Regions from separate parts of the Sus scrofa genome. Here region 2 is linked to region 1. A link is a contact called in public Hi-C data. All regions are on one chromosome and are shown on one strand. Each heading gives the region's core, a stretch centred on a gene start, on an enhancer-like site or on the middle of the called end of the contact. The rest is flanking DNA. Distances are from core to core; before and after follow the strand shown. Region 1 holds the start of STAT2 (signal transducer and activator of transcription 2). Region 2 overlaps MIP (lens fiber major intrinsic protein).

The links. A called contact is a pair of places that touch in the nucleus more often than the background predicts.
Region 2: a contact with region 1 is called in a Hi-C map of retroperitoneal adipose tissue, with 2.1 times the contacts expected there. The contact joins the enhancer-like site here to the promoter of STAT2 in region 1. A contact is called at or near these places in 1 of 5 promoter capture datasets (fetal liver), 27 of 47 Hi-C or Micro-C datasets (adipose tissue, alveolar macrophages, blood and 13 more) and 2 of 2 datasets of contacts at active chromatin or transcription factors (alveolar macrophages and skeletal muscle).

The regions. Positions count from the first base shown.
Region 1 is chr5:21,746,342-21,751,265 of Sscrofa11.1, forward strand. STAT2 (signal transducer and activator of transcription 2) reads right to left here and starts at 2,619. Exons shown (of 24, transcript NM_213889.1): 1 at 2,553-2,619; 2 at 269-412. The coding sequence starts at 399.
Region 2 is chr5:21,785,649-21,790,580 of Sscrofa11.1, forward strand. It overlaps MIP (lens fiber major intrinsic protein), which reads right to left. Exons shown (of 6, transcript XM_021092895.1): 6 at 3,392-3,773. The coding sequence ends at 3,588. Among named protein-coding and RNA genes, the nearest start is that of SPRYD4, 16 kb to the right of the region's middle. Within about 2 kb of position 2,148, at least 62 of the 83 cell types and tissues checked have an H3K27ac peak or open chromatin away from gene starts, as enhancers often do. A contact at or near this core is called in adipose tissue, alveolar macrophages, fetal liver and 8 more, where this site is marked.

The DNA.
Region 1 (4,924 bases), core at 1,369-3,868:
CGACACCAGATTCGAGCCATATCTGCGACCTACACCCCAGCTCACGCCAGATCCTTAACCCTCTGAGCAAGGCCAGGGATCGAACCCATGCCCTTGTGGATACTAGTCAGGTTTGTCAACTGCTAGCCATGATGGGAACTCCCAGGTTGCTACTATCTTGAAGCCTTCCAAACCCTTCCCTCCCTCAGTGTCTCCAGGATCCTGGAGACTTAGAGGAAAGAAACCACTTTCCTCATCCCCCTCAAGGGGATGAGGCTGAAGGCCTCACCAGTTCTGGTCTTCAATCCAGACAGCTAAGTACTGTCGAACATCCACTGGCAGGAGGCTCTCTGAGTAGAGCTGGTGCAGCTGATCCTGAAATGGGCTGTCAAGATTCTGCAGCATCTCCCACTGCGCCATTTGGCCTCTGAATCTGAAGGATGCAGGTTCCCAGTTGGAAATTTTGTTGGATTAAATCATCCAGTCTCATTATTTTTTTTTCTTGCTTTTTAGGGCCACACTTACGGCATATGGAAGTTCCCAGGCAAGGGGTTGAATCCGAGCTGCAGCTGCTGGCCTGTGCCGCAGCCACATCAATGCCAGATCCGAGCCACATCCATGACCTACATCACAGCTTATGGCAACGCCAGATCCTTAACCCACTGAGTGGGGCCAGGGATCAAACCATATCCTCATGGATACTAGTTGGGTTTGTTACCACTGAGCCACAACAGGAACTCCTCATGATTATTTGTTATATAAATTTAAAACATTTTAATTATACAGGTAAGAAAAAATACAGAAAAAAAATTAAAGTCTAGATTAATCCCACTCCCAATCCTCATCCCTTCTCCTCCCCTCCATAAGTAACCCTATTATCAATTTAGTGCACATTCTTTCAGGGAGTACTATTTAAGAGCTTCAATATGTAAGCCTTTTTGTTTCAATGGTACTTTTCAAACATAAAACAAAGTAGAGTGAATAGTACAAAGATCATCCATTTACCCATCATTTAGCTTCAACAAACATTGAATTTTTTTTTTCTTCTTTTTACAGCCATACCTGTGGCATATGGAAGTTCCCCAGCCAGGAGTCAAATTGCAGCTGCAGCTGCCAGCCTACCCCATAGCCACAGCAACACGGGATTCTTAACCCTCTGAACAAGGGCAGAGATCAAACCAGCATCCTCACAGAGACAATGTGGTGTCCTTAACTCACTGAGCCACAACAGGAACTCCGAAACATTGAATATTTCTATGAGCTTTATTTCATCTATTTCCTTCAATGAATTTATTTTAAATTTATTTGTCTGTGTTTGTATTCATTTATGCTGGAGCATTTAAAGGTCAGTCGTAAGTATTTATCTCAGCATTACCCTGCTGGCCCCAAAGCTTTATCAGGGGCTGAAACCTCCTTGGAGATAAGGTACATGCTATAAGCTGCTCTCCATGTTGGAAGGAGGAGCTCCATTCTAAAAGATGCTTAAACACTATGCAAAGCGTAACTCAACCCTAAGATTGTGACACTTTTACGATGATCTTTGTCAATCTTCAATTCTTCATGTAGAGTATCAACTCTGTGAGACATTTCACTCAAAAGTGGGTTTTGCCTGTCACCAAACATGCTGGGTAAGGAAAAAGAATATTTCTCTGTACCTTTCCCTGCCCACTGCCATCTGTCTGTTAGGAAATCAAAACTTATTACTGCCTGAGCCTAACAAAAAAAGAATCAACACCCACATTTGTGGTCTAAAAAAAGGTCACATGATTTTACTACAAATCAAATGCTTGGGGTGGAGAGATTCTTTTCCACCAGTATGAATATTCATGAGCTGCCTTTCTACTGGGCAGTAGGAACAGGGTAAGGAAAGGATTGGGCAGAGGCTCCTATTTTTCATTTCATTTACCCTTTGGTGGTACTTGACTTCTTAAACTGTGTACTGGTTTTGCTTCCAAAAACAAAGATGAGACCCCAGTTCCCAAAAAAACGAATCAGCTGGTATTAGAAAGCTGGTATTAGAAAGCTGGCAAGTAAACCCTAAGGCTTAAATATGAAAAACAAACCCCAAATATCTGGTCTTCCCAAATTGGTTACAAACACTGAGGTTAAGGGCTGTAAACTCTTTTTTTCTCCAGTAATCTGTCACTCTTTTAGGTGCCTATTTCCTGCTCAATAAGCTTTTCTGAAATGAACTGTGTGACCTTAGGTAAATCGGTTCACCTTTCCGTATCTTAACATTAACAAATAAGGATTATACCTTTAGACAGTGGAGTGTTTGTTTGATGAGGATCAAAAATAACACAGACCAGAATGTAAAAGCTTTGGCTAAGACAATGAACCAATGCAACTGATGCCAGGTTTTGGGTCTCGGAAGTTGCAGGGGTATTTTGGGAAGGGGAAGTTAGGGTTGGGGATCTAGGTTGGACAGGAGGATGAAGTAGCTGACAGCTCCCACTTCAACCTGGAGACAGAGTCCGACCCCTCCGGGACGTACATGCCGGGGCCTGCCTCCCTACATAGGAAGAAACTCATGCCTCCACCCACACCCCCGCGCGCCCTCTGAGGGTCCATACCTTGTTAGGGTCTCAGACCCGCTCTATGCCAGCAGCTCGGGTTCAGGCTTCCGGTCCCCAGAGTGAGAGCCAGTACAAGGGCCTCCCGCGCCGCCCTCGACTTCGGCCCGCCTCTCGGCCCCGCCCCCTTGCTGCAAGCTTGGGTAAGCCGCTGAACTCTGGAGCTCGCCGTTCCCAGCTGTGCACCCTGACACTGGCTGCCATTCAGCCAAGTTCTTCCGCAGGCTGTGAGCTCATTGGCGCTACCACGACTCCTCCCTCTCCGCGGGGCGGGACAAGAGGAGCCTAAACCACTCCTCCAGCTGCATTGATTGGTAGACATTCTCAAGTAAGCCCCGCCCCATGTCTGCGGGAGGGAGGTGTCCAACTAAAAGAACAGCGCAGGACTGAAACAGCTGATTTCCGAGAACCCACAAAAAAGCCGCGGAAGTGAGACTCGCTCATGCGCTCAGAGGCGCTAAACTAACAAGCGAAATGGATTTTGATTTTCATTACTTTGGGACAGGAAGGGGAGGGCTTAAGTAATAAGAACAACAAAAAAAAACTGTTTATTGATGGCACTGTGCTAAGCATTTACACAATGTATAATTTTTAATTTCCACAAAACTCATTGAGGTGAAAATCATTATCCTCACTTTAGAAATTTAAAAAACTGGGAGTTGCCGTCGTGGCGCAGTGGTTAACGAATCCGACTAGGAACCATGAGGTTGCCGGTTCGGTCCCTGCCCTTGCTCAGTGGGTTAACGATCCGGCGTTGCCGTGAGCTGTGGTGTAGGTTGCAGACGCGGCTCGGATCCCGCGTTGCTGTGGCTCTGGCGTAGGCCGGTGGCTACAGCTCCGATTCAACCCCTAGCCTGGGAATCTCCATATGCCGCGGGAGCAACAACAACAGCAACAACAACAACAAAAAAAAGGCAAAAAAAAAAAAAAGAAAGAAATTTAAAAAACTGAGTTTGGAGAAAGAAGTGAAATTACTAGCTAGTGATCAAAGCTCTAACGAGTAGAACCTGGATTCTAAGTCAAATCCTCTGATTCTGAACAACAAAATTTGAAATTCCTACATTTTACGGCACTGCCTTCCTCCTTGATAACAAATTAGATATATGGATTTTGAACACGCACATACAAACTTGTCAGAATATTAGATCTAGCCAATGTGTTTACCACCTTCTTTTATATCGCAGGATTCCCAAAGCCAGGATCTGAGTTGTAGCCCTTGAATAAGGTCCACCACCAGTAAGGAGGTGAACTTACTACTTCTGACACCAAAGGGGTCACGGTAGCTGTTTCTTCCAGGTCACCCATGGCTATGGTGCTCCCCAAGACCTCCTTGCTGGTCTCTGGTGGAGGGGTTTTCACCTCTCTCTCATTGTAATACTGGATCACACGATGAATCCCAGACTTCACTACAGGTTTAAGTGAAGTACTGATCAGTATTCCCCAGGGCCCCCCTGACGATCCAGCCATGGCTGTCAGGAGGTCATAACCCAGATCTATGACCCCATCTCGGCCTCTTTCCTTGGCCTTGTCGGAGCAGTTCTGAACAGCGTAATACAAAGCCGTGCCCAGGTTGTAGAAGGTTCCCACTCCCGGCAATAGCTGGACTATATTGTGCACACTCTGCTCCTTCTCATGCTCGCAGTCCTTGATGGAGAGGGATCGACGAGCCCTCTTTGGGCTTGTCTGCTCCTCGGCCCACTGCTGCAGAGCAGAAGACAGGGCATCCGCTGATACTCCCCTACCTGAGCTTCTGCCTTTCTCAAGTTCTTGAAGATGTCTGATAAGCATCTCTGTAGCATTTATACCCCCCTGGCGGTAGAGCTGAAGCTTCAGGACCTGTACATCAGCTTGACAGCCAGCTTTCTCCAGAGCAATCATCAGTGACAGGCCTATCAGGAACTTGGGTAGAGGGGCCATGTGGGTGAAGCCAGGCAGGGATTTGGGGAGCAGGGTCTCGCAAGACAAGGGGTCTGAGGAAGGTGGCCAGGATCCCAAGGATGAAGGAAGATGCACCAAGAATTTTGTCTTGTTTCCATATGAAATGGCATCCACAGCGTGTAGCAGGAAGCAGCAAAGAAGTAACTCAACTAGCACGGTGATGAATCTGAGACCACACATGTCCAGAATAGAGTTAGCTGGAGAGGGGAGAAACCAGAAACATACAAAGTTTCCTAAGGGCTGTGGTCTGAAAGGAGCCCACAACACAGGACATACCTCATCTATCACCTCCAAACTTCTGTTCTTTTTTAGTAAAGGCCTAAGAATCAGGAAACGTAGCCCAATTGTTCCCACTTGGCCTTCTTCATCTTTAGGTCATTGGGGTCTTCCTCTGCCTTATTTCCACCCACTTATAGGGGGCCCCAAATTACCGC
Region 2 (4,932 bases), core at 898-3,397, 39 kb after region 1:
ACAGCTCATGTTGTGCAAAATACCAAGCAGACTGTTTAAAATGTCTGTGTCCCTCCACACTAGACTTCGATTCCCTGAAGGCAGGAATGTTTATTATTTGCCTTTGAATTTTCAGAGCCTAGTGACTGAATCAGAATTTACAGGGAGTGGAGCTTGGACAAGAGTGTTTTGACAATGCTCTCTGGGTGATTTTTAACTCAATCCCTATTAACTGCACTAAGATTTTATTTTATTTTATTTTATTTTTTTATTTTTTTGGGGGGGGGGTCTTTTTGCCATTTCTTGGGCCACTCCCGTGGCATATGGAGGTTCCCAGGCTAGGGGTCTAATCGGAGCTGTAGCCGCCAGCCTACGCCGAGCCACAGCAACGCGGGATCCGAGCCGCATCTGCGACCTACACAACTCACGGCAACGCGGGATCATTAACCCACTGAGCAAGGGCAGGGACCAAACCCGCAACCTCATGGTTCCTAGTCGGATTCGTTAACCACTGCGCCACGACACGAACTCCTGCACTAAGATTTTAACTCTTGGAGATCTGAGATCAGGAATCACTGTAACCAGCACAACATTAAATGTTCAATTAATGCTTTCTAAGCTGGAGGAGACTGGTCTCCAAGTTAAGGGAGGAATGGTTAGGGCTGGAGATTTGGAGACACCAGGATGTAAGATGATATGTCAAGCTGTAAAGCAGCGAGAGTTTTGGGTGAGAGGAGTAAGGAAGCCAGGGCAGACTTTGTCATCCCGTAACTGCAGAGGACTCATTTACATGCGTTCTTCCTCCCAGTTCCAGTTCCTAACAGAACTCTGTTCTATTCATTTCTCTCCACCCGTGAGCACAGTGCACACACAGTTCATGGTGGGAGCTCAGTAACCTTTTGGCTGTATAAGTGCCACTGATAATAGAGAGGTAAAATACATCAGGGACACAAAGAAAAAAGTGATTACTTTGGCCTAGGATGTCTGGAAATAGAGGTTTTCAGAGGTACAATTCAGCTCAATCCTGAAAATGAAGTTCATTTGGCAGAAGGAGCAGCAGGAGCAGCAGGAGCATAGGTACTGAGGCATGAAAGAGCACAATTTTCTGAGGGCTGTGAGTATAAAGGGCATGAGACAGGAAAACATAGAAAAAAAAATGAGCTGAGAGGATCAGGGCCAGACTGCCAAAGACCCTGGACACCCACTAAGGATTTAAACCTGACTGTGGGTGGCCAGAGAGGAGTTTTAAATTTAATTTGAAATGTCCAGATTGACTTTTATAAAGGTAATTATGTAATGGCAGCACAAGGGCCGAGTAAAGAACTGAGTGGCTTCAGGGATGGAACTTAATGGCTGATGGGCCAGCGAGGGAAAGGAGGGAAGGGAATGAGAAATTCATTTCATAAAAACTCAAGATTTAAGTCAAGCGACCAGTGAATTCTGGCTCCAAGCTGCCCACCTGGCTTTTTTTCCAGGTCTTAACTGGACAAGGAGTTCCAAAGTGGAAATGCCCGGGAAGCTCCTGTCTTACTTCAGGGGTTCCAAGCCCCTTCGCATCACAGCCCCACCCCGCGTGAGGGCAAAGCAGTGCTGAGTGGCACGAGGAGAATAAGGGGCCATCCCAGGTAAGTTGGAAACAGTGCTGCACCTACCTAGAACGCCGGGTGGGGAATTGCGCGTGCGCACCTAAAGCGCGCGTCCCGCCCCCTGCTTTTAAACTGGGTGGCAAGAAAGGGAACTCCGCTCCTCCCAGGAGTGCCCCCACGGCTCGAAGGGACGCAAGCTGCTTAGAGCCCTCTCGCCCACACCGTCACTCACCCGCTCCCCGCCGGTCTTCAAGATCCCCGCGGAACCAGAGCCCCTCACGCGCAGGGCAGTACGTTTCCCGCCACCCGGGAGCGCCAGACCAGCCCCCCGCCTACGTAGGGAGGGGGCGGGGCGAACAGGACTGGTCCATGTGACCCCGAGCGGGCGGGGGGGGTGAATGTTGGTGATGAATTAAGAAAAAGGGAAGCGAGTACAAGTAATGTTTTATCTGAGTCGGTCCCTTAAATTGAGCCAAAACTCACAGCGCAGTGGATTTCCTGCTGAATGAAAATAATTGGGATCTAAGTCCGAGGAGAGGTGAATGTGCAGACATTCTTCCCCTTCTCCTAGTCAAGTGGATTATTCCAAAGTCTTACCCACGATTAGTTAGAAAAGGTAGGCTTTATTTGTGAGGAATTGGAGAGTTGAGCTAGGCGGGAAAGTGGTCTTTTGCTGGGCTGGGGTGTCTGTCTTACTACAGGTATAGGTTTAAAGCTTGCGAAGCATGCAGGAGGCTTCAAAATGGAAGAGGTTAACATAAGTACTCATCATTAGGATCATTAGGTCAGGGTCTCCTCTGGCCCCTGTTGAGATGAGTATTTTCCCATCAACAGAAGATAGGGATCAAACGGTGTCTCTTGAATTATTAAGAGTTGGATAGAAAGAATCAATTTCTGGGACATGTGTAGAGTTAGAAGAGATTTGCTGAAGATGAGAAGGACAGATGAGAGAAAAGTGAAAGGACAAACACAGAAAAGGAAAATAAAGACGACTTTAGAACTGGTGATAAAAGCGGAAAGATGCCATTTGAAGAGTGTTTTGGTCTGCTGTAAATTAAAACTCTTGAGGGTCAAATTCTCTCCCACCACTTCCCCCTACCTCTGCCTTTGCTCCAGGCATCAGATTTCCTGTTTTGGCCTAAGGGAGCTCTTCTGGGCTTAAATATCATCTGCCTGGAGGCCACACAGGGAGGATAGCTACTTAATTTTTCCAGATTCTAGGTTCACCCACCCTTTATTCAGCTGGGGAGCTCAATGGCCCAGGGCCTCCAAGAGATCCATCCTGCCAGAATGAAAACAAAACCCAGCCAAGTGGTGTAGACAGGTTGATGTGGATTTACAGAACAATTCAAACTCCAGTGTTCGCTTTTCTCAGAGCTACTTCCCCACCCAAGTCCCTGGGGCAAGCATCCCTGAGATAAGTAAGCTACACTCTCCTGTTAACTTCTCCAAAACTTTTTGGTACAACTGCATCCTGATCTGGGGTGGACACCTCCATTTCCTCTCCAACTTTCAGCTGCTTCTCCCAACCCTTGGAATGCCTCAGTCTCCTGCACTTCTCTCTCCACCTGCCTCCTCTAAGGAGTAACTAACTGCTTCCCTGCTCCCTCAGAAACCCAGAGCCATACACTTGACTGGCACTATGGTAAAGGCCGTAAGGTCTTGGTGTCCTGTACTTACCACACCAGGTTGGGAGAGGAAGGTGTAGGATGACACCTCTTTTCCCTTCCCTACCTCTCACGCCATGCCCCCAAACTCAGACATAGCCATGTTCACTCACAGTCATACAAACAACCATGCACGCACAGCGGCGAAGAGAGGTGGGATGGGGAGGAAGGGAAGTTTGCACCAACCAGCTCATGAATGCAACTTGAAAGATTTCACACGGCAAAAGGCAAAAAAACACACACACATAAATTTAAAAATAAAGAAGTACATGCCCCTCCCACAGTCTCTTTCTTCATCCAGGCCCCTCCATGTAAACCCAGAAGATTCCTACTCCTTCTGATCCAGCTGGAGCTTTTACAGTGCCTGGGTCTTCAGTTCAACAGGTTCCCCTGTGCCCTCTGGTTGTCCATTGGAGTCACTGGGCCTGGCACCCTTGAGAATAGACAGTCTCTCAGAAACACTCTTGAGCCGGGGGAAGAGGAGAAAGTCGTAAAGGAGACTGCCCAGGCCCGCGCCAATGATTGGGCCCACCCAGTACACCTGTTAGAAGAGGAAAGGGATAATCAGTTTTGGGGAGGCAACCCAAGAGCAAGGCTGCTCTTTTTCCAATCTCACTGCTGAAAAACAAACATCCTGCACTTGGCACATACAATTGGGCACTATTTAAGCAGAAATCAGTGTCTGTTTATTTGTGGTTTTTTGGGTTTTTTTGGGGGGGGGCACACCCACAAACCCGAGTGCAGTTGCAGTGGCAAAGCCGGATCCTTAACCCACTGAGCGAGGCCAGGGATGGAAACTGCAACCTCATGGTTACTAGTCGAATTCGTTTACACTGTGCCACAAAGGGAACTCCAAAAGTTTCTTTTTAATTGTGGTAAGATACACATAACATAAAATTTACCATCTTGGGAGTTCCCGTCGTGGCTCAGTGAAAATGAATCTGACTAGTATCATGAGGACATGGGTTCGATCTCTGGCCTCACTCAGGGGGTTAAGGGTCTGGCATTGCCGTGAGCTGTGGTGTAAGTCGAAGATGCAGCTCGGATCTGGCATTGCTGTGGCTGTGGTGCAGGCCAGCTGCTACAGTTCCGATTGGACCCCTAGCCTTGGAACCCTCCATATGCCGTGGGTGAGGCCCTAAAAAAGACTACATTTTGTTTATCTATTAATTTGTAAGGATTGGATTGTTTCCTCCTTTTGGCTGTTGTGAATAATGGTGCCATGAAAATGGATATACAATTTTGAATTTTTTTGTTGTTGTTGTCTTTTCTAGGTCCGCTCCCGTGGCATATGAAGGTTCCCAGGCTAGGGGTCAAATCGGAGCTGTAGGCACTGGCCTGTGCCAGAGCCACAGCAACTTGGGATCCCAGCCACGTCTGTGACCTGCATCACAGCTCACCGCAGTGCAGGATCCTTAATCCACTGAGCAAGGCCAGGGATCAAACCTGCAACCTCATGGTTCCTAGTCGGATTCGTTAACCACTGAGCCACGACAGGAACTCCTGAAAAATTTTTTGAGTTATTTTCATATGTTTGGCTGGCATATGGCCAAACGACACAAAAATGGACAGTTTTTTTTTTGTTTTGTTTTGTTTTTTGGCCATGACTGTGGCTTATGGAAGTTCTGGGCCTGGAGTTGAACCCATGCCGCAGCAGCAAGCCAAGCTGCTGTGGTGACAACTCAATATCCTTAACCTGA